4 separate regions of the Mus musculus genome follow, and regions 1, 2 and 4 are each linked to region 3. The links are chromatin contacts, called in public HiChIP or PLAC-seq and promoter capture Hi-C maps. All regions are on one chromosome and are shown on one strand. Each heading gives the region's core, a stretch centred on a gene start, on an enhancer-like site or on the middle of the called end of the contact. The rest is flanking DNA. Distances are from core to core; before and after follow the strand shown.

Region 1 (5,220 bases), core at 2,151-4,650, 380 kb after region 3:
CTCTGACAGGTGTTGCTTCTGCAGTACTGCAGGACTCCGCACTGCTGTGACAGCCAAGGCTGTTGAGAGTTACGGGTCCCCATGCTCGCCAAATGCCCAGTAGAGACTTGATTCACTGGAAGCCTGCTTCATTTCCCCAGCTGCTGACACCTCTCCCTTTACTCGGCTCTCTGTTCTGCCCTGTGCCATCATGTGTTACCTTTCTTCCCTACAGATCCTGACAGAGCTGGAGCACAGCGGCATTGGGAGAATCAAGGAGCAGAGCGCCCGCATGCTGGGGCACCTGGTGTCCAACGCCCCCCGGCTCATCCGCCCCTACATGGAGCCTATCCTGAAGGTGAAGCAGGGCAGATGGCCAGAGTGGGGCTCTCCCTCTCTGTGCCTGGGGGTGGGGGGCCTTCAGCACTGCTACACTGAACCAAGTACATCAGGTGTTTTGGTGCAGGCTGGGGACAAGGGCCACACACAGCACCTTGAGTTAAAGGTGCCAGGAGCCTCACCCGTTGCAGGACCGAGTTCCCCTTCACGCTTCAGGCACCAACGCGCTTGGGAAGGAGATGCAGGGAAACAGCGTGTGCACTTTCCCCAGAGGAAGGCACATGAGCTTTAGTCATGTGACGTTTTCTGTGTCTGACACGTGTGTCGGCAGGCAGAGTTGAAAGGGCACATGAGAAACGTCTTCAAATTGTGCTGCTGCCTGGGGTGTATGCTGGGCTTGTGTTTGGTTTCAAGAAAAGCTTGGAAATCCACAGTCCAGAGCCGCCCACGTTCACAAAGCCTAGAAGTAACTTCTGTATGGCCTAGAGGGTCTTGGAGGTTTTGTTTTGTTTCCTCGTGTTTGGGATTAAACCCAGAGCTTTGTGTGTACTGGGGGGCGTGCTGCCCTCTAGGGATAAGATAGCTCTCTTACAGATTCCCGTCCACACTCACTTTCTTATACCTTCTTCTGTAGGCTTTAATTTTGAAACTGAAAGATCCAGACCCTGACCCAAACCCGGGCGTGATCAATAACGTGTTGGCCACTATAGGAGAACTGGCTCAGGTGAGGGAGCAACTGGCCTTCCACGGGTGGAAGCACGCTCTTTAGCCTGGGAAAGGCAGAGCACTGGTTTTTCTCTTCATTCGTTTTCGTGTCTGGTTTTGTTTGTTCTTATTTTCATTTACAAGCAGCGTCTCGCTGTGCCACCCAGGCTGGCCTCATACTCACAGAGCTCCCCCTGCCTCACTTTCTGGCGTTTTGGACATCCTAGGTGTAAGCCACCACGCCCTTCCTAGAACAGCGTCTTTATCCCAGGGTCTCAGCCCTCTGCCTTCGTCTGCTCGCTCTGCAGGTGAGCGGCCTGGAAATGCGGAAGTGGGTGGACGAGCTCTTTATCATCATCATGGACATGCTGCAGGACTCCTCCCTGCTGGCCAAAAGGCAGGTGAGTGCCACAGGACCAGGGGGCACCACAGTGGCCCTAGCCAGGTCTTTGCAGAGCTTGGCAGACATTTTCTTTGAATGGGGAAAGAGGACAGAATCTCGGAACAAGCTTTGGCTGTCCTCCTGTGCAGCTCAGATCCGGGCTGAGCGTCGCCCTTTCCTCTGCATAGAGGGAAATGCACTCTGCTTGTCGAGCCCCAGCTCCTGGGGGAGGAAGCAGGCTTGGACACTGCTTGTGGAGGCAGACAGCTTCCCCTCGTTCTCCAGCCACTGGGGGTTACTAGAGAAGTAGTCCAAAGCGGAGAATAGTCTTAGCTTCCTTCCGCAGCTCCTGTTAGTCATTCAGGATACAAAAGAACCACATTTCCTCTGAGAAATGTGGGAATATTCTGTATGGTTTTTTTCTTTGATTTTTGTGGCAACATCTTACTCTGTAGTCAATAAGTAAGTCAAGTTACTTACTGTGTAGTTAGAACTGGCCCTGAACCAAAGGCTGTCCTCCAACTTGAGCCTCCCTGGTACGGAGAGTACATTGGAAGCCATGACTCCCGCTCTATTCTTCACCTTTGATGCAGTGACTGTAGGCTCATGCTTGACCAGCTGTTAGTATGCCCTGACTCTAGGATTCCATGCATGGTTAGTGACTTAACGGTCTTCTCATTGGTCCTGACATCTCAGTTCCCTCTCAGTACAAAGAGAATGCCTGTGCTTTCTTTTTTTTTTTGTACTGGTTCAATAAGCATGTGGCCTTTTGTTGATTCAGGTGGCTTTGTGGACCCTGGGACAGTTGGTGGCCAGCACTGGCTATGTGGTGGAGCCCTACAGGAAGTACCCCACTTTGCTTGAAGTGCTGCTGAATTTCCTGAAGACGGAGCAGAACCAGGGCACTCGGAGAGAGGTACACAGCACGGCCACCTGCTCTGCAAAGACTTGAGGACATGATGGCAGTAACCCAGCCCACACTGGGAGGGCGTCCTGTCTGTCTCTGCTCTGTTGATGAGATGATAGTTTATGTGGGAGGTGTGGTGTGTAGGACAGGAGAGTTGTACCTCAAATCCTCTTTAATCGGATGTTGGGGTAAGTGCTTATTGTTGTCTTCCCTTGCCTGCTCAGGCTATCCGAGTGTTGGGGCTCCTTGGGGCTTTGGATCCCTACAAGCACAAAGTGAACATCGGCATGATCGACCAGTCCCGGGACGCTTCCGCTGTCAGCCTGTCAGAGTCCAAGTCAAGTCAGGATTCCTGTAAGTTAGGACTCACGTCCTCCTGTCCATGGTAGGAACAACCTTGGTCAGGGAACTGATAGGTACTGAATCTCTTGGCAACTTGTGAATGAAGAGCCTGTAGTCCCTGCGTCTAACCAGTCCTGTCTCTGCCCAGGGTCTTTGTCAGGGTTAACAGGCTAAGTCTGGGTTACTTTTGACCGCTGTCGTCTGTGTCGTCTTTTGTTAGTGCTTCTTTTTTTTTTTTTTCTTCTTCTTTTATTCCTGGGCCCTCATGAAGGGGGAGGATAGCTCTTGTTTTCTCTGTTTCATTTGAATGAAATCAGGACATAGAAAGACCAGTAGCCCCACAAGACCTGGGCCCCTTCTTTTTGCATCTAGTCTGACAATAGAGACCCATTGCCTTTTGACAAGGACCCGAGCGTTTGGGAACGAGGGTAGAATATGAGTTTCTAGCCCACCATCTACTGGGGAAAGCCTGTTGATGAAATTGAAGGTTCAACAATGGTCTCCTCAATGCTGTAGCAGAATATGATTTTACAACAATGAAACTGTTTGTTCCCTATAAGCTCTTTAGGCTGGTTGTTTGGTTTTCTCCATTTATTTCCTTCTCCCATCTGGGGTAAGGGAGTGTACTGTGTGGCTCCCCTTTGCTCCCTGACCGTGAAGAGCAGAGCCCAGGCCAGTTACTCGTGTTCCTCAGCAGCGCCTGACGTCCTGTCTCTCATCCCCTGCATCTCACCTCCTCACTGCATGGCACCATGGCCAGGACAGAGTCCTTGCTGTTCAGGGTATGGCATATGCCTGCTAACATGTCTGTAGTCCCTGTGGGACTAGCCATCTGTGCAACAGATGTTTGCCTAATTTACTTCCCTTTCCTTTCATTTGGAGGAGTAGTTATTTTTATTGATGGTTCCAGCTCTGAGGTTGTGAACTGTGACGCTGAGAAGCTACGTTAAACCTAGGAATTTAGAGAAAACCCATCATGCACTGTTTCAGGCTTTGGTGCTTTGGGTAGTAGAAAAGCTCGGATGAGCTCTGCTCCTGACAGGGGAGCCTATTCACCGCTTCCTAATAGCCCTGCGCTCGGCGTTCACAGCACTGTCAGAACATGCAGGAGAACACATGCATGCTGAGGCCTCTGAAGGGGCTTTGTTTGCTACTAGCCATGCTTTGCCTCACATCGGAGGCCCGCCACCAATACTTACGACTCTCTCTGTCACCTTGTCCTAGCTGACTACAGCACCAGTGAAATGCTGGTCAACATGGGAAACCTGCCCCTGGACGAGTTCTACCCCGCTGTGTCCATGGTGGCCTTGATGCGGATCTTCCGAGATCAATCCCTCTCTCACCACCACACCATGGTGGTGCAGGCCATCACCTTCATCTTCAAGTCCCTGGGGCTCAAGTGTGTGCAGTTCCTGCCCCAGGTCATGCCCACATTCCTTAATGTCATCCGAGTCTGTGATGGGGCCATCCGGGAAGTAAGTACTCAGCCCTTCCCTGCTCGCCTGCTCGGCAACACACTTGGCCTGCACCGAGAGCACTGCCTCTCCTCCCTTGGCCTCTGGCACCTAAGTGTGGAGCTGGGTCTGTCCAGTTCTACTCCATCCCACTGGATAACTAGAAGATGAATAGTCCAGTGGGAAGAGACAGCATTGTTCTCAGTACTGTAGATGGCTAGATTTAAATCAGGCTGAGTTTTGTTGTTGTTTGTATGTTTTTAAGGTCTATTTTTATAAATTTTAATTATATGTAGGTGTGGGTGTGGAGGTGTGTACATGTGCCCATAGAGACCAGGGCATTGGGGCCCCTGAAACTGCAGTTACAGGCTGTTGTGAGCTGATGGGGTACTTTGGCAAAGGTGTGCTCTTATCTACTAAGCCATCTTTCCAGCCCCAAACTGCTTTTGTTTGAACTCAAGGCCTCTGACTTGCTAGGCAAGGACTCTGCCCTCTGACTGTATCCCTTGCCCTTTTATTCTGAGAGAAGATCTCAGTAAATTCTGTCAGCTGGCTTTGAGCTCTGAGCCCAGATCAGCCTCAAACGTGGAGTCCTCTTGCTTTAGCCTCTGTGGTAGCTGAGGAAGGCAAGGCAGAATCAGCCATTTTTAGTGACAGTACTATGTAGATGAACACGCATAATCCTTACTAGGTCGAATGGTACCAGCCTGTCCTATTATTGTTGGTTCTGAATTGGAGCATGTGATCAGTATCTGGGAGCGAGCCCTCTCCTGGGCAAGGCTTGCCTTCTTGCTTTGTCACTGATGGGAAGTCTGTGAGGTCACTCTGGAGAGTGACCATGCTATTCCCCAGCTACCTTTCACCCAGTGGCTTTTAGAATTCCTCCGTAATCCTTGTCAGGTGCTAAGCTGGTGGCTGCATCGTGACTATGTAGTTCTGTGATATAAAGAGTGGTTCGTGGCGTCTGTACCCATGCATGCATGGTGTGTGTACCAACAACACACCTCACTCTAGGGGTTCAAGGCAGCACACAGTCCTTACTAGTCTTAGAATGACCCTGAGGGTATACAGGCTGCGCTCTGCTTGGAAGACTATGCTTAAATTCATTATCT
Region 2 (5,273 bases), core at 1,913-4,412, 410 kb after region 3:
GCCGGCTTGGCTGCCTGGTGAGCCGGTGGATATGTTCATTCCCCAGCCAGAAGTCACCTCGGATGCTGCCAAACCCTTGCTTATACTGTCTCCAGTCTTGGTAGAAGGAGACAAGGCCACTCTTACGTCTCTGGATGATGGTCCAGCCTCCTCCTGAAGTTTCCATGTCACAGAACACCTGAAGCAGAGAGGACCCTCTGGGCAGGCGCAAGGGCAGGGGCAGGAGCTTAAGGACAGACTTCCCAAGCTGTGTGCTGTATCTATCTAGTGAGTCAGTGATCCTTGTGCTCTCTGCATTCTCTAGCAGAAACACTGCCCCCAACGTGGAGGCGGGGGCACGGTGGTGGCTAGCTTGGGAACGAGTGTCAGTGGGGCATGGCGGGCAGGCAGTGTGAACACAATGTAAATGGGAAAATCAGGTACTTCCACGTGTCTCCTTCTAGTGTCTTCCCTCCTCCTAGAGAGAGCTGATCTCGTTCTGTGTCGGGAAGAACTAGGACAGCTGATTCTGCAGACAGTAGCGGGCTGGAGTGGAGGGAGGGGCCCGTAAACTGAGCATTCTCACAGTCCATCATGGGGTACATTTGATTCTTGAACTTCCCTTTCCATAGACCAGAAGAAGTCCTGTTATCCATGTACCTTTCAGGGCTGGAGGACAAAGGGTAGGGCAGGGCAGTAGTGACCTCACCTCTAGCTCAGGGCTCCCCAGGAACTCGTCAGGAGGAAGCTTGTACACTCCAGAGATTCGGTAGTTCTTCTGGTACAGGGAAGAACAGTCATAGATGGCATCTGTGAGGGACGCAGAGTAAACAGAGATTTGGGCCTTGAGGTTGGTCAGACATGCCTGGTGCATCTGAGCTGGATTAAAAACCAAGACTTGATTTGTACCTCAGCGTGCCCGTGGGTAGTTCCCCTGGGGTACCGATGTCGAGAAGTGGGCATCAGGGCTGAGAGGCCTGCTCAGGCCGCCTTGGTTATGGGGCAGTAGAGTAAGGGGATTCTTAACCTGTGCCAAGGGACCGTTAAGCAGGAAGCTTCGGGCTAAGTCTAAGTAAGACATCCTGCTGAAGTGCCAGGCTGTGAATTCCAGAAACAATAATGGTATGGTCTGCGAAGGGCACGTGGCAGCTGCCCTGAGAGAAGCTTCAGGCTTGAGCTAGAGGCAAACTCCAGAGTATTTCAGGGAGTTTGGTTTTATGTTGTTTCTCAGCTACCAGCCAACAGGTACTCAGATTAAGGGAGACAGATTGGAAATCTTCTCCCTCCCCAGTCTCACATCACTAGATGCTCAAATGAAAACCAGCAGCACTTGAGACTGTTCCTAAAACTTTGATAAATCAAGGAAGTGGGGCTGGCGAGATGGCTCAGCGAGTAAGAGCACTGACTGCTCTTCCGAAGGTCCTGAGTTCAAATCCCAGCAACCACATGGTAGCTCACAACCACCCATAATAAGATCTGACTCCCTCTTCTGGTGCATCTGAAGACAGCAACAGTGTACTTATGTATAATAATAAATAATTCTTTTTAAAAAATCCAGGAAGTGAAGTTTCCCCACTTCCCCTTGGGCTTGATCTGAAAGCTTCCATGGCCGCCTTGAGGCTCTGTCCTGGGGCTTCAAAGAAGCAGCTGTTTTTAGCAGACTCTGTGGCTGTTGCCCCAAGACACTTCTGCATGTCTTGAGACTTTTTCCTTGGTGCCCCTTGGCTGGAGACTTAGGGAGCATAGATGAAAGTGGGAGATGCCAAAGTGCCTATTTCCTCTGCAGAGCGTGCTGGGGGGGGGGGGGGGGGGGAGGAATGAGGATACCTGCCCTTCCTCCCAGCCGACTTCTAGGAGCAAGAAGTGGTACAGTCAGCCCTGCGTGCATCTGGCCTGGCCAACATGACCAGTTCCATCTCACAGAACAAATGAACACACACACTCTCTCTCTCTCCCTCCTTTTGGTAAATGAGAACCCCTAACTTTCTGTTTTCAAACTGAGGGTCAGGAGGCCCAAGCTCTGAAATCATTTGTTTTTGTTTAATTAGCTAACAGACTTTTCAGGCTTAACTTTCAGCAAAACTTTTTCTTTGTCTGAACCAATGATAGCCAAGGTCTTACTCACAAGAAGCTAATCATGTCTTCTTGACTTGGTTTATTGTGCAGTAAGCATTAGTAAGAAATGCTTCATCTATAAAATATACTTACTCCAAATGTTTTCCAGTAACCTCAGAAAATTAGATCTTCATCTGAGCAGCGATTCATTTATTAGCTCATCTGTGCCAAGTTAACCAACAACTGAATGTTTTTTTCTCAAATAACTCACTGCGTGTGCCTTCCTTATTTTCAGCCACTAAAAGGTCAGCACTTCAGCATTACATTTACTTGTTCTCTCTATTATTTGGAAGAATTTTATTAGCCACCATGGGAGAAAGAAGATCAGAATTGAAGAACACGAGGAGTCTGTCCTTTGTTGAATACAAAGGTTTTCTTCAAATGTCCTGGCTAAACTCGCAGGATATCACTAGCCCAAAGCTTGTGCAATCATAGATCGTACATTCCCAAAAGCCCCCGAAGTTGTTGAGCAGGCTATCCAGAAGCAGAGCTGGGGCCAGGAGACCTTGAGCAGGCGCACGGTGAGGAGTGTGGAGGCAGCACTTACCTGCCGAGGTCTGCGTGACGGTCTGCGCAGCCTGCAGCTGCATGATGTCAATCTGGTTGTTCATCTCAGAGTACTTGCTCTCGGCAGTGCTGAGCCGAGACTCCATGTGCTTGCTGCTGCTCTCCAGCTCCATCACCTGCATGACCACACTGACCCAGTCGCTCTCCTGCTTCCTGCTCAGCTCTCCCAGCAGACTGCTGAGGTTGGCCACCTGGGCTTTGAGCTCCCTCATCTCCTCACAGCAGCCCGCTGCTTTGAGCTGTGTCTTGCGTTTATGAGGCTTCTGCAGCCACACTGGGTGGCTGACAAAGGCTACAAGGATAACACATAGCCAGGTCTCCCTCAGCATGGTGTGCAGGCCTGTTCCCCTTAGAGTCTGTCCCTGGAGAAGTAGGAAGCTTCTTTCTCTGACCCACACTGGCAGTTTTCTTCCTTCCCCGTGATCTCCTTCCTCTGTGTGCTTGCTTAGCCTTTCTTAAAGCTAGAGATTCTGAAATGGAACTCTTTCCTTCCTTAGTCTGAATACCCCACCAAGGCAGCATCTTAAATATTGTTGCTGCTGTACCTCCACCCCTACGAGGGCCCTGTGTGCTAAAGCCCCTCCCACCTCATCTGGGAGGGTCAGGTGCCTGTTGAGTGAAGTCAGCGTAAACCTAGGCCAGAGGAGAGGAGGAGGGGGACAGGGCAGTGTTTGTTTCCTCGTCTGTACAGTCTCTGGGCTCAGACAGGAGCTGTGAACTTGTTTCCAGTTGCGCCTATTAGATTATGGCCTGCCAGCCACTGGCTCAGCTCTATCAGCAGACAGGCAGAGTGGAAGACTTTCCCAACTCCTGTCTGAAGGTTATATAACACAGATTGAGGGTGAGGTAGCAAGAAAGAGTTGGACTGGAGACTGCTGAGCCAGGGAGGCTGGCTAAGGTAATGCATGCTGTTTACTCCAGGTCCTGGTTTATCTGGGCTGAGATGAGTCTTAACAGGGCTTTGTCTGGCCATCATTCGGTGTTCTTCAAAATCCTGTTGAACCTGATCCTTGGGCGTCAGGTGGTTTGCATCTGTGGGGCTGTCTTCCTCTTTACACATTCTCCTTCTAAAACGATCTTTCAACATTTACAAGGAGTTGTCATAGTTTGGGGCAGAGAGAAAGTCTCAGCCATGCCAGGCGTGGTCTGGGGTTGGTCATCCACACTTCTGTCAGGTTCTGTCTGGGCAGCAGTGAGTGGGCCTGACCTTTACCCAAGGCTCAGACTCAGAGAGAAGATTCCCTAGTACATGCAGATCAGAAGGCTCGATTCCCTCTGTGCCTGCAGCGTGGTTTGCAGCTTGATGCTGGCCCCTATACCTACGTACACAGTGTCTGAGAAAACGGGGTGATGGCAGCTTTCATACCTTTAATTGAAGGGCACTGCTCTTCTGAAATCATGTAAAAGATGGAACTTTCCCTATAACTGTACAAAGGTCCCTCTGTCCTTATGGCAGGAGCTCTGTCTGACTTTATAGTGTGGGTCCTACAGCTTTGCCTACCCTGATCCCTCAGAGTCTTTCCCAGATGGGTTTCTGGCTCCTCGGAAAGTGATTTCTGCTCAGACAGCTGGAGTTACTTAGCAGGGACCCATTTCTGAATATAAGCATTGGGTGCTCAGACAGACGACTGTCTGTTTCCTCTCACTCCTGTCTTTTTTGCCTCCTTGGGCACCAGGTTGTTACTAACATCTTCTTAGCTACCTTCTCAGAGTATCTGACTGGGTGATGGCACTGTGCTAGTCCCTGCTCTTTCTTAGTTTTCTCAGGGAATAGCTAGTTTAGCAGGGCTGTAGAGCCTTTGTTGGTTCTGTGGAGTTTATTAGTGTTCAGCATCAGAGTCTGCTAAACTCTGTGGAGCTCTTTAAGGTAATGTCATATCTATCCAGTGAGGCTGTATTTAAGTCATGTCCCAAATGATCATATAAGTAGCATCCTAGCTGACCCTCCTGCCCTGGAACTACAGTGTCTTAGTGCAGAGGAGAGTGAGCACCAGGGCCAGGTCAACCTTTGCAGTGAGCACAGTAAGCCAGCTGCTTAATATTCAAGCAGAAAGCATTCGCATTTTGATCTTCACATCACACCATACATAAAATCTCAATTCTGCATTTAAATTCTGGAGGTAGAAGGCAAAGTCACAACACACTGGTGTAGGGGATTACCTTCAGCATCATGAGATAAGCCAGACACCAAAACTGGCAACATCAGGGAAAACGTGAAGGTGTGCAGGCCAGCTGTGGTGGCACTCTCCTAATGAGGCAGAGGCAAGAGAATTGTAAGGGTTTGACCACCTGAACTACACAGCAAGTAGAAGCATGGCAAGAGCTGCATGGTAGAAAGAAACGGAAGAGCTGGAGAGACTGTGCAGCAGCTAAGAGCACTGACTGCTCTTCTGACGATCCAGAGTTCAAATCCCAGCAACCACATGGTAGTTCACAACCATTTATAAAGGAACCTGATCCTCTCTTCTGACATGCAGGTGTACATACAGACAGAACACTCATATGTTTAAAAAGAAGAAATAGCGCCGGGCGTAGTGGCACATGCCTTTAATCCCAGCACTCGGGAGGCAGTGGCAGGCAGATTTCTGAGTTCGAGGCCAGCTGGTCTACAA
Region 3 (5,254 bases), core at 2,044-4,543:
CTGTCTGGCTTTGTTTCAGGGGCTTGCAAAGGTAGACCTGGTTTCTGATCTGACGGTTGTTCTCTTGTTTGTTTGTTTTGTTCCCTCCTTTTTTTTGGTCTTTTTTTTTTTTTTTTTTTTTTTGGTTTTTTGAGACAGGGTTTCTCTGTGTAGCCCTGGTTGTCCTGGAACTCATTCTGTAGACCAAGCTGGCCTCAAACTCAGAAATCTGCCTGCCTCTGCCTCCCGAGTGCTGAGATTAAAGGCGTGAGCCACCACGCCCGGCTTTTTTTGGTCTTTGAGACAGAGTTTCTCTGTGCAGTCCTGGAACTCACTTTGTAGACCAGGCTGGCCTCGAACTCAGAAATCCGCCCGCCTCTGCCCAGCTGGTCTGAGTTTTTAATCCCCTCATCGCCCTAGAAGGCACAGCTTGTTTCCCACCTCTTGTTACAGTGAACAAACTGATGTGCAGAGAGGTCAAGTAACCTCCTCAGTGTCACACAGATAACTCTGTCAGAGCCTGGCCTTAAAACCTCGCCCCGAAGCCAGCATTCTCTCCACTGTCAGGATCTCCAAGGTCAAAGGCAGGGCAGAGGGAAGGGAAGTTTAACTTAGAAAAGGGTGGGTCAGCAGAAGTCTAGGGGCCAAGAGGATTAATTAACCTTTGTTTGGGGCTATGGACTGTGGTTCCGTGGTAGAAAACTTGCCTGGCCTGTGGTACCCTACCACAGGAAAACAAAACAAGCCTTTGTTTACCACTCCCAAAGGAGGAGGGGCTGGGGATGTCCCAGACCTCAACTTAAAACATCCCCGTGTGTCCTGTGCAAACATTTGGCGGCCTATTAGACAAGGCAGTAGGATGCCCCCAGGACAGCTAAATTCAAGGGCTACCCAGGAGGAGAGGCAGGTCCTCTGGCAGACTTTGGAGTCAGACCATGGAACAGATCTTAACACATAAACTTGGGCAAGTCTCCATACATACAACGGCCACCTGCTCTTCAGCGCAGCAGGGACTCTGTGGTAGAAGTGTGTCAAACACTCAAACACAGCAGGCCGCATCGCTGCCCCCCCCCCCCCACTGCTCCTCCCAGGGCTTCACAAGTCTAGTCCAACCTGAGCTGCTTCAGTTTAGCTCCTGCTTAAGACAAGCAAGAAGCCCAGTTAGGGACCCGACTTCTTTCACAGAGCCTGGGCCAAGTGCTGAGAAGAGCTGGTGTCTTTTTAAAAGACAGAGAGGGTGGACTGAAAGGGGCAGCCAATGGTGTCCCAGCTGCCTCCCATAGGGACACCAGATCTTGCAGACAAAATAACACAACACCCAGCCTCATTCTGAATTTCAGATTGTGAATGATTCAGTGTGTCCCCAATCCTGAGACACATGGTACGACTTTGTCCTTGATGCGAAGCCCAAAAGTGACTGGGTGTTACTTCACAACCCCTAGCCTGGGCACTGCCCTTCAAAGCCTGCAAAGCACACATGATCTCAGTGGAGGGCCTAGTGTTTGTATGCTGGGCTGGAAAGCCTGCTATCTTACATTTGTGATGGATACACTGTACCTATCAGGTTCTAAAAGACGATGTAGGCCATCAAAACCAAAGTTAGCCCAAAGCAACAATACCAGGAAATGCAAACCACTGGAGCTGAGTCTTTGGGGGTTCGAATCCTGACTGTACCACTTATTTCTTGGGAGACTCGGACAATTTCCTCGTATGATCTAAGCTGAAGTTTGCACCCCGATAAAAGAACACGGCTTCTCTAGGTCAGGTATGGTGGTGCACACCTTTAATCCTAGCACTCAGGAGGCAAAAGCAAGCAGATCTCTTGTCAATTCAAAGACAGCCTGATTTCTATAGTGAGTTCCAGGCCAGCCAGAGCTAGATAGCAAGTCCCCCAACTCTAAACAAAAACGACAGAGTACAGCTTCAGCTTTTTCAGCGGAGGACGGAGACTAAGAAAAACAAGCAACACAGGTTGGGGATACGGCTCGGTTGGTGGAGTGTTTCCTTATCCTGCAGGAAGCCCTGGGTTTCATCGCCACTACTGTGTAATCCTGGCACTGGAGAGGTGGAGGCAGGAGGATCAGAAGTTTGTGGCAATCCTCAGGTACACAGTAAGTTCAAGGCTACACAGTAAGTTAGTACACGAGACCCTGACTCAAATGAATAAAACATATCAGCCCATAAACATCACATTTTTCTCACCTGTTCCTGCGTTTTATTATTATTTGTTAGTGTGTGGTCCTGGGATGGAACCCCAGGCCTGGGGTGGGCTACTCAAATGTTCTACCATTGAGACTTGTGCTGTCCTCGTAATTATTCCAGCAGAATAAGGCAGAGCCTGACCTCCAGACTGCCTCCAAGTCCTGCCTGTAATTCTGTCCCTAGATAATGGATCGCTCAAGCCCATTCCTTTGCTCCAATCTCCCTCCTGCTGCTAGCCAGCAGTTTAGGAATGGGAAACCGGCCAGAGCAAGTCACAGCCCAGCCCATATGAAATCACACAACTGCTCCAAAGCACCTCTATCTTCCGGCCCTTTCCTCTCAGACACCAAAGGGTGCTAAATGGCTTAACACCTGGGAGTCTTAGGGTTTCACGGAGCTGGCACCAAAGGCCCAAGATGGCCGGTTTACTTCCAGGTCCACACGGTTCTGGCCGAAGCTAAGTGGCCAGCACCTCTGTTGCAAATGAGGAGGGCTGAGAGAGAAAAAGAACTTAGGAAATGAAGACATCCTACGCAGCCCCGCTGCCCGGAGCTCAAAGTAGCCTCTGGGGTTTTTGATTTTAGGAAACCTCTTAAGTTCCTGCTTCTTAATTATGAAATAAGGACGCTGCATGTGGAAATTAGGGAGAAGCAATTGTTTGGGGACAGCGGATTTCTCCTAACTTGAGCCAGCACTCAGACAGACCCCCCCCCCCGAACTGCACTGACCTCTCAGAAGGATAGATGTCCCTGTCCTGCTGTGGGGGACACCAGGAGCGCAGGCCCGGGCGGTCCGGTGCCCGTGCCAGCCTGGGTCTGTCCGGGAGGGGCGGCCCTGTCCGTCTCTGTCCCCAGGTGTCCCTCTCCGTGTCCGCCGCCTCCTCCCCGGGGCTCTGGACCTTCCCTTCTGCTCCGACTCCGTTCCCCAGGTTCCTGGACCCCCGCCCGCCCCGGCCGCGCGGCCACCTTCAAGTTCACGGCAGGCAGCTCCATCCCGACCCGGCGGAGGGCACCTGAGCGACGGCCGCGGGGACTCCTGGGCTCCGAACTCGGGAACAAACTTCCTGGCCCCGCCCGTCGCGTTGCGCCAGTTCCAACGGCGGGAGGCCAACTCGCGCGGCCACGTGACTGCAGCCGGTTGCTAGGAGACGGCGTCAGGCAGCTGCTCTTGCTGCTAGGCTCAGGCTCCTGCTACTACTACTGCCTAGGCCTCTACCAGCTCCTGTGCTTCAAGCCAGGAGGTCGGGATTTCTGCAGCCTAGGGGCTCAACGGGCTGCCTAAGTGGGATCGAGGTGAGGTGGTGGGACGACCTACAGCCAGAGGAGCCTGGGGCAAGCGGGCAGAAACTGCGGGTGTGGTAACAGTTGGTGTCTGCCCAGAACATCCTCTCTCCTCTCTTACTTCCCTTGCACAAGAATTAGAACAGTGCCTACCTCATCATCTTTGTGAGGATCAGTGAATGAATTCATGTCCATAAAGATAAAAAGTGAGGGTTGGAGAGGATTCCGTGATTAAGAGCACATGTTACTACTTTTTCTAGGCTTGGGTTCCCAGAACCCACATGCCGGCTCACAATCATGTACTTGTGATACAACCACCCTCTTTTGTCCTCCGCAGGCTCCAGACACAAGTGCATATACACACACAGGCAGGTGAGACATTCGTATACACAAGACAAAAATAAATAAATCTGAAAAAAAAATCGAAGCTCTGTTCTTACTGTATTAAATTTTCCTTCCAAGCTTATTGGATTTCAAGAGAATTTCATAGAATACATTAAAAAGAAAGGAAGGAAGGGGAAGTCGAGGCAAAGATATAATGATATCAAAGCCTGCCTGGCTTATAAAGTAAGACCGTGTTTATGTCTTATTGATCTACTTAGTGGGGTGGGTGGATGCATGCCACAACATGAGTGGGGAGGCGAGAGTGTGGATGGTTCTCCTTCCATCCTGGGTTCTGAAGCCAGGGTAAGGAAAGGGAGACAGGACCTGAAGTCAAGAAAGGGGCTTTCCAGCTGATGGCTGAATAGCCCCCACCACAAGGGAAGGAGAGGCTGGAGGACTCTAGAGCCCAGCAGTTTAAAGCCAACCTGGGCAACAGTGAGACTTTGTCCAAAAATGAGGGGGTCAGGGCTCAGTGTTATAGCATCTGTTTACCAGCATCTGTTTACAGTACCAGCATAGCCTAGGTAAAGTTCCAAATGATCAGAGCTGTGCCGGGTGTCAGTGGCTGATGCACACAAGCTCTAGTACCACCAATATATGAGGAGCCAGCCACTTGGAGTCCACTTGCCCAACATAGCAAAAGTTGGAAGACATTCAGTCAGGACAATTAACAGGAAGTCTCCCCTGCTGAGCCTTCAGACATGCTGAGAGCTCTCAGGAGGCGGGAGCTGCCCAGCCTGGGCTGGTGGGTGTGACTCCAGAAGAATAGAAGCCATATGGGAACCCATGAGACCCCCTGAGTGGACACAAGATGACATCTAGGTCACAGATCCCCAGATAGGACTTTTCTTCTGGGAAGATGAGAGAAGTTGGGGCGGGGCAGACCTAATTTAATAGCCCATTTGAAGGCACAACCCTCAGTCCCCAAGGAAGGCGAACTACAAGTCTGCCATTGTAATGGACAGCTATTCTGATTTTGTTTCTAGGCAGAGTATTTCTGTGATGTCCAGGCTGGCCTTGAACTTGAGAGTTTCCTGTTCTATCCTCCCAAGGGCTGGGATAGCAGGCATGTGCCTTTACCTGGGTCTAATTATGGTTTATTGCATAAGTTTATTTAACTGTTATAAAAATTATATACAGTAGCAAGTTGTTTCCATACCTGTATGGCAATATATCCTGTGATGTTTATTTCTTAATCATGTTTCTTTAGTTTGTATGTTGATATGTAGGCATACATTCCATGCCCCTATGTGGAAGAGGACCAACTTCCTTGAGTTGATCTTCACTTTTCTACCTTGTTTTTGAGCGAAGGTCTCTTCTTGTTTCTACCATTTTGAACACACCAGGTTAGAATCTGAGTGATCCTCCAATCTCCATCTCCCAGTTTCTGTAGGAGTGCTGGGATTACA
Region 4 (4,824 bases), core at 77-2,576, 360 kb after region 3:
AAGTGTTATCAATGCTTTATAAAGGGTTGTATTGTAGTATAACTTGTACTTTGGTGTGTTTTTAATTTGTTTTTTAACTTAAAAACATTTAACGCTTTCAACTAATTGGAAATCTTTACCTTACTAGCAAATATTTATCTGCATTATCATTACTAATAGCTTCACATGTTTCTTTTAATATTAATGTGTTTAATAGTTCACTCAAATTCCTAATTCAAGCTATTTAGGAATTTTCAGTGTGTATTACAACACTGATAAAAAAATAAAGATTTAAACAAAAGATCTGCATAAATTTCATATGAAAAATTTTAATGATACATTTTTATATATTGGAGCAGGTTCTCTGGAAGGGCCTTAAACACTGAGAAATCTCCCTAGTTCAACCTTGAATTTCTGACCCTCTAAACCTCCACCACCAGAGTTCTGGGAAGACAGGCATGCACTTTACACAGTGCTGGGAATTGAACCCACGACTTTCATGCCTATCGGGCAAACACTCTTTATTTTTGGTTTTTCGAGACAGGGTTTCTCTGTGTAGTCCTGGCTGTCCTGGAACTCACTCTGTAGACTAGGCTGGCCTCGAACTCAGAAATCCACCTGCCTCTACCTCCCAAGTGCTGGGATTAAAGGCGTGCACCACCACGCCGGGGTGGGCAAACACTCTTATCGACTGGTTTACATCCCTAGCTCCGGCTATTGCCCGTTTGAAAAATAAAAAAAAATTTTTAAGGATTTTTCTTTAAAATCTTGTATTTAAAGTAGTTCGGTGATCATCTTATCCTGAGAATGAGCTCACAAGTAAGGCAATTTGGGGACAGTGAGAATAAAAAAAAACAAAAACAAAAACAAAAAAACCCTTGCAAATGCATATTCAGTTTTACAAACGAGAAAGCAAGAGTTCCTCAGTGAACCGATTTCCAAGATATGTCTTCTGCAGTGATTCGAGAGCGTCGGACACTCGGCCCCTTCTCAGCATCCCGAGCACGATCCCTAACCTCTGCCCCAGTTCTTTCAACAGGTCCTTAGGGTACCAAACCGTGGCTCCACACGGTCACAGCGTGTGTGGAGGGGACTTGTAGTAGCGACGTACCGGAAGTGTTCGTGGAAGTGACCGAAGTCAACTCACGACTGATTGGCTCTTCGGAATAGTCCTTCGCCTCCTTTTGCTTGCCACTGGTTGCTCGTTTTGTCTATTTGAACAATCCCCGCCCTCGAGAAGCCGGTCCCGAAGCTCCAATTCTTCATGATTATTGGTGGATGTTCCTCCCCATCTTCGAGCTCGGCCCGCTGATTGGTTGTAGCGCTTACGAGCCCGCCCTCCCCACCTCCCTGGCCTAGAAGACAGCGGGGAAGGCGGGTGTTGAGGCTGGGGGCCTGAAGCGGCGGTACCGGCTCCGGCGGCGGCAGCTGAGGCGGTGGCCGAAGCCGCGCGGTGAGTCTGGGGCCTGGAGTCGGGCGCTTGCGGCTGGCGGGACGGCCAGACTCCCAGCCAGTGTGGGCCGTGCTGGGGGAGGCCCGGGAAGCCGCCTGTCTGAACCGTACAGCGCCCCAGCACCAGCTCCGCGCCCTCGGGGAGACCCCCGCAGGCTGGCGGATCTGCTCCGGGCCTTCCGTGGAGCATTTAGGTCTCCTTCTCGGGCTCAGGACCTGGAACTCCAGACCCACCTACTGACGGTGGAGCCTGTCCCCAGGAGCTCCAGTTTCGGGATCTGCCCCCTACACTTCACCATGGAGACCTGCCAGGAACCCAGACCTCCGCGCCCACGCAGGGTCAGCCTCAGGGTCACGCCCTCCCTTCACGTTTCAACCTTTCAACTCGAATTCCCCTAAGGCATTCTCACAACCTTTGGGATTTGTGACTCAAATAGTTACTTTGAATCCAGCCTGGGGCAGCTGGCTTGTGGGTAAACCTTCAAGTGACTGTCTAATTACTGACGTGATGAGAATAGAAAGTCCAAGTCGGTCTCCTTCCCGCTGCCTCGTGTGCTTACACGCTCAGTAGTGGTTTCTTCCGCTCTAAAACGGCCCAGTTCCTTTTATAGTATTTTATTCCCCCTGTAGTGTAGCGTTTGAAAGCCTTTCAAGACTATTTTACTCCTTATGTTTTGTGTTTATCCCTAACCCCGGCATGACCTTGAATTTCTTGCCTCTCCCTCAGTGCTGGGCTTAAAGATGTGTGGCATCGTGCCTTGGTTATGAGGTGGTGGGGATTGAACAAGGGGTTCTGTGCATGTTAGGCTGTGTCTCACAGATTCTTTCAAAGCCAGAGTGCTTCGGGAATTGTTTTTGTTTTTTAGTATACTCTGGCAGGATAGGTGTATATGTTAGTTACTGCCATGGCATAGTGGGCTAGCCCCTTTTTAATGGCCACTTTATTGGGGTCCCCTGGATGGTAAACTTATTGAGGGAACAAACATCACATAGTTGAAAAATGAGTGATAGTGTTGAGCTCACCATTTGAGTGTGTTGCTATTTCCTATGGTGTGTGTGTGTGTATGTATGTATTTGTTTCTAGAACTGCCTTCCCAACCCAGTGAATGCCTGTTCGTCCTATGAAATGGTGCAGTACTTGTATATAACCTTTTGTATGCTTTAAATCACACCTCCCTTGCTTTTACCTTCAAACACTATGAATGGTTGTTATACTGTACCATACACTATGAATGGTTGTTATACTGTACCATACACTATGAATGGTTGTTATACTGTACCATACACTATGAATGGTTGTTATACTCTACCATGTAGCAAATAATGACAAGAGCACTATTTATTGATGGGGGGTGGGAGGTGCCGTGCATGCAGTGGTGTGCACGTTGATGTCAGGACAAATTATAGGAGTTCTCTCCTTTACCTTGTTGGTCCCAGAGATCGAACTCAGTCATCAGATTTAGCAGCAAGCTCCCTTTCCCACTGAGGCATCCCTCCCACCCACACCCTAGGATATTCTGTCCATCCTTGGTAGACTCTCCAGGTTCAGAATCCATGGATGAGACGAGCTAGCCATGCTAGTACCCTGCACAGCTGCACTATGCCATCCATACAACAGCCTGTAGCCACATGTAGCTGCTGAGGTATGACCGATCCAGATCGGGATAGTTGAATGCGAGATTTTGGAAACTCGGTCTCAAAATGAGTTTTTGAATTATTGGATCGAGTACGCCCTGTGAGTTTCACCTGTTTCATTTAAAATTACATGGAGGGCTGGCAATATCTCAGCACCTAAGAGCACTTGTTGTTCATCCAGTGGACCCCAGTTGTCAGGCCACTCTCAACTGCCTGCAACTCCTGCTCCAGGGACTCCAATGTCCTCTTCTGACCTTTGCAGGCTTCTGCACATATGTGGCATACACTCAGATAGTCATGCATAAATAAAATAAAATAACATAAAATGACTCACGTGACTTGTATTATATTTCTGTTGGGCCAGACTGCTGTAGACTCCATACACTCCTGCAAATGACAGTCTGAGGAAAGGAGAAACCTTAGTTTTAGTTCTCTCTCTTCTGCCCTACTCCTGACTTTAGACCACATCTACAATAGTTATAAAAGCGAAGAAGAGCTGTGTGTTGCACTCCCAGAAACACTTTTAAATGTGTAAATCCTCACCTTATCCCACGAGTTAGGCTCTTCTACTGAGGTGCCATGGAAATTGAGGAGTCTTAAGTGTCCCCCTTAAGGAAGGTGACTTTGCCTCAGGATTTAAGCCCAGGTAGTCTCTGGAGTCCCAAGCCTGGCATAAATGAGTGGAAATCCGTGTTAGGAAGGCCACAGAGGAATTTACTAACAGAGTTTATAGAGTATTGAAGGATGGGGCTGGGGACGGTGTTCCGTCTCGGTAGAATGCTTGCAGCATGCAGAGCCCAGCTTGGAATCTCAGCACCCTTCGACTCCTAGCTTGGTGGTTCCAGGCCGTCAACTGTGGCGTGAGTTCAGGGTCATGCTATGAATAGAAGACTGGCTGAAAAAAATGAAAGAAAAAGATTTTTAAAGGGGCCAGCAAAATGGCTAAGTAGACAAAGGTGCTTGCTGCCAGGGTTGACAGCCTGAGTTTTATCTCTGGGATCCACATAAAGAGACAACTCCTGCAAGTTGTCCTCTCACCTCACATATGCTGTGGTATGTGTGTGTATGTGTGTGTGTACATAAATAAATGTAAGTTTAAAATGTTTTAATTTGAAAAAAAAATGTGTGAAAATAACTTTTATTCACCTGTATTGATTGTCTGTGAGGCTTACTACCTCCATCTGCTAACCTAGGTCTAGTCCTGGGAGCTTCTACCCTCCATACAATATAGTCCAGGCCTAGAATGTTTTCAGCCTCTTGAGACTTGCTGCCGAATAAGTTCACCCTTTCTAGCTCTTTCTGATCTCTAGTTGGCTGGCTCAAGTCAGCTGTTCTGGCTGAAGCTCACCCCTCAGCTGATTGATTCAGTCTGGTTCCTCTCAGCCTCCCCTGAATTGCTCTGCCTGGCCTCAGACTAACTCTAGCAATCTTTTCTAATCTTCGCCTCCCTCCTATTCTTTTTCTCATGCTGTCTTTTCCTGTGTCTAGCTTGTTTTCTCTTCAGTCTGTCTCTGTGAAACTCCCAGTAAAACTGCCTTCTTCTCCCTCTCAGCTGCTCTACTCTCCCTCTCACTATACTGTCTCCATGAACTCTACTGTACCCCCTCACTGTACTGTCTCCCTCCTGTACACTCTCCTTAAAGTAGCTTCCCTTTCCCCTCTCTTCTCATGAGAGTTGGCCATATCCTATTCTTTCAAATCTTTGTCTGATTTGTTACTTTATCTGCCTCTCAATTAGACATCACTTTCAAACATGGG

What was found. Promoter capture Hi-C pulls out the DNA fragments that hold promoters and counts their contacts. HiChIP or PLAC-seq counts read pairs in DNA pulled down with a chosen protein or histone mark.
Region 1: an H3K27ac HiChIP or PLAC-seq map of large pre-B cells shows a contact between it and region 3, with 2.5 times the contacts expected there. The contact joins the enhancer-like site here to the promoter of Agtrap in region 3. A contact is called at or near these places in 4 of 39 promoter capture datasets (the C10 cell line, the HPC-7 cell line and neural stem cells) and 2 of 115 datasets of contacts at active chromatin or transcription factors (embryonic stem cells and large pre-B cells).
Region 2: a promoter capture Hi-C map of the HPC-7 cell line shows a contact between it and region 3. The contact joins the promoter of Angptl7 here to the promoter of Agtrap in region 3. A contact is called at or near these places in 4 of 39 promoter capture datasets (the HPC-7 cell line, cranial neural crest and liver), 1 of 115 datasets of contacts at active chromatin or transcription factors (bone marrow-derived dendritic cells) and 1 of 9 other capture datasets (pancreatic islet).
Region 4: a contact with region 3 is called in an H3K4me3 HiChIP or PLAC-seq map of neural tube, with 6 times the contacts expected there. The contact joins the promoter of Mtor here to the promoter of Agtrap in region 3. A contact is called at or near these places in 20 of 39 promoter capture datasets (the 3T3-L1 cell line, 3T3-L1-derived adipocytes, the C10 cell line and 14 more), 5 of 484 Hi-C or Micro-C datasets (B cells, the Ba/F3 cell line, erythroblasts and 2 more), 23 of 115 datasets of contacts at active chromatin or transcription factors (the 230-238 cell line, the SCID.adh cell line, bone marrow-derived dendritic cells and 15 more) and 3 of 9 other capture datasets (adipose tissue, macrophages and pancreatic islet).

What each region holds. Positions count from the first base shown.
Region 1 is chr4:148,468,036-148,473,255 of GRCm38.p6, forward strand. Mtor (mechanistic target of rapamycin kinase) reads left to right here. Exons shown (of 58, transcript NM_020009.2): 14 at 215-337; 15 at 953-1,042; 16 at 1,332-1,424; 17 at 2,187-2,321; 18 at 2,537-2,666; 19 at 3,879-4,129. Among named protein-coding and RNA genes, the nearest start is that of Mtor, 22 kb to the left of the region's middle. Within about 2 kb of position 3,401, at least 39 of the 459 cell types and tissues checked have an H3K27ac peak or open chromatin away from gene starts, as enhancers often do.
Region 2 is chr4:148,497,300-148,502,572 of GRCm38.p6, forward strand. Angptl7 (angiopoietin-like 7) reads right to left here and starts at 3,163. Exons shown (of 5, transcript NM_001039554.3): 1 at 2,642-3,163; 2 at 689-789; 3 at 1-178. The coding sequence starts at 2,990. All of the region lies in intron 28 of Mtor (mechanistic target of rapamycin kinase), which reads left to right.
Region 3 is chr4:148,084,771-148,090,024 of GRCm38.p6, forward strand. It overlaps Agtrap (angiotensin II, type I receptor-associated protein), which reads right to left and starts at 3,294. Exons shown (of 5, transcript NM_009642.5): 1 at 3,147-3,294. The coding sequence starts at 3,173.
Region 4 is chr4:148,447,256-148,452,079 of GRCm38.p6, forward strand. It overlaps Mtor (mechanistic target of rapamycin kinase), which reads left to right and starts at 1,327. Exons shown (of 58, transcript NM_020009.2): 1 at 1,327-1,432.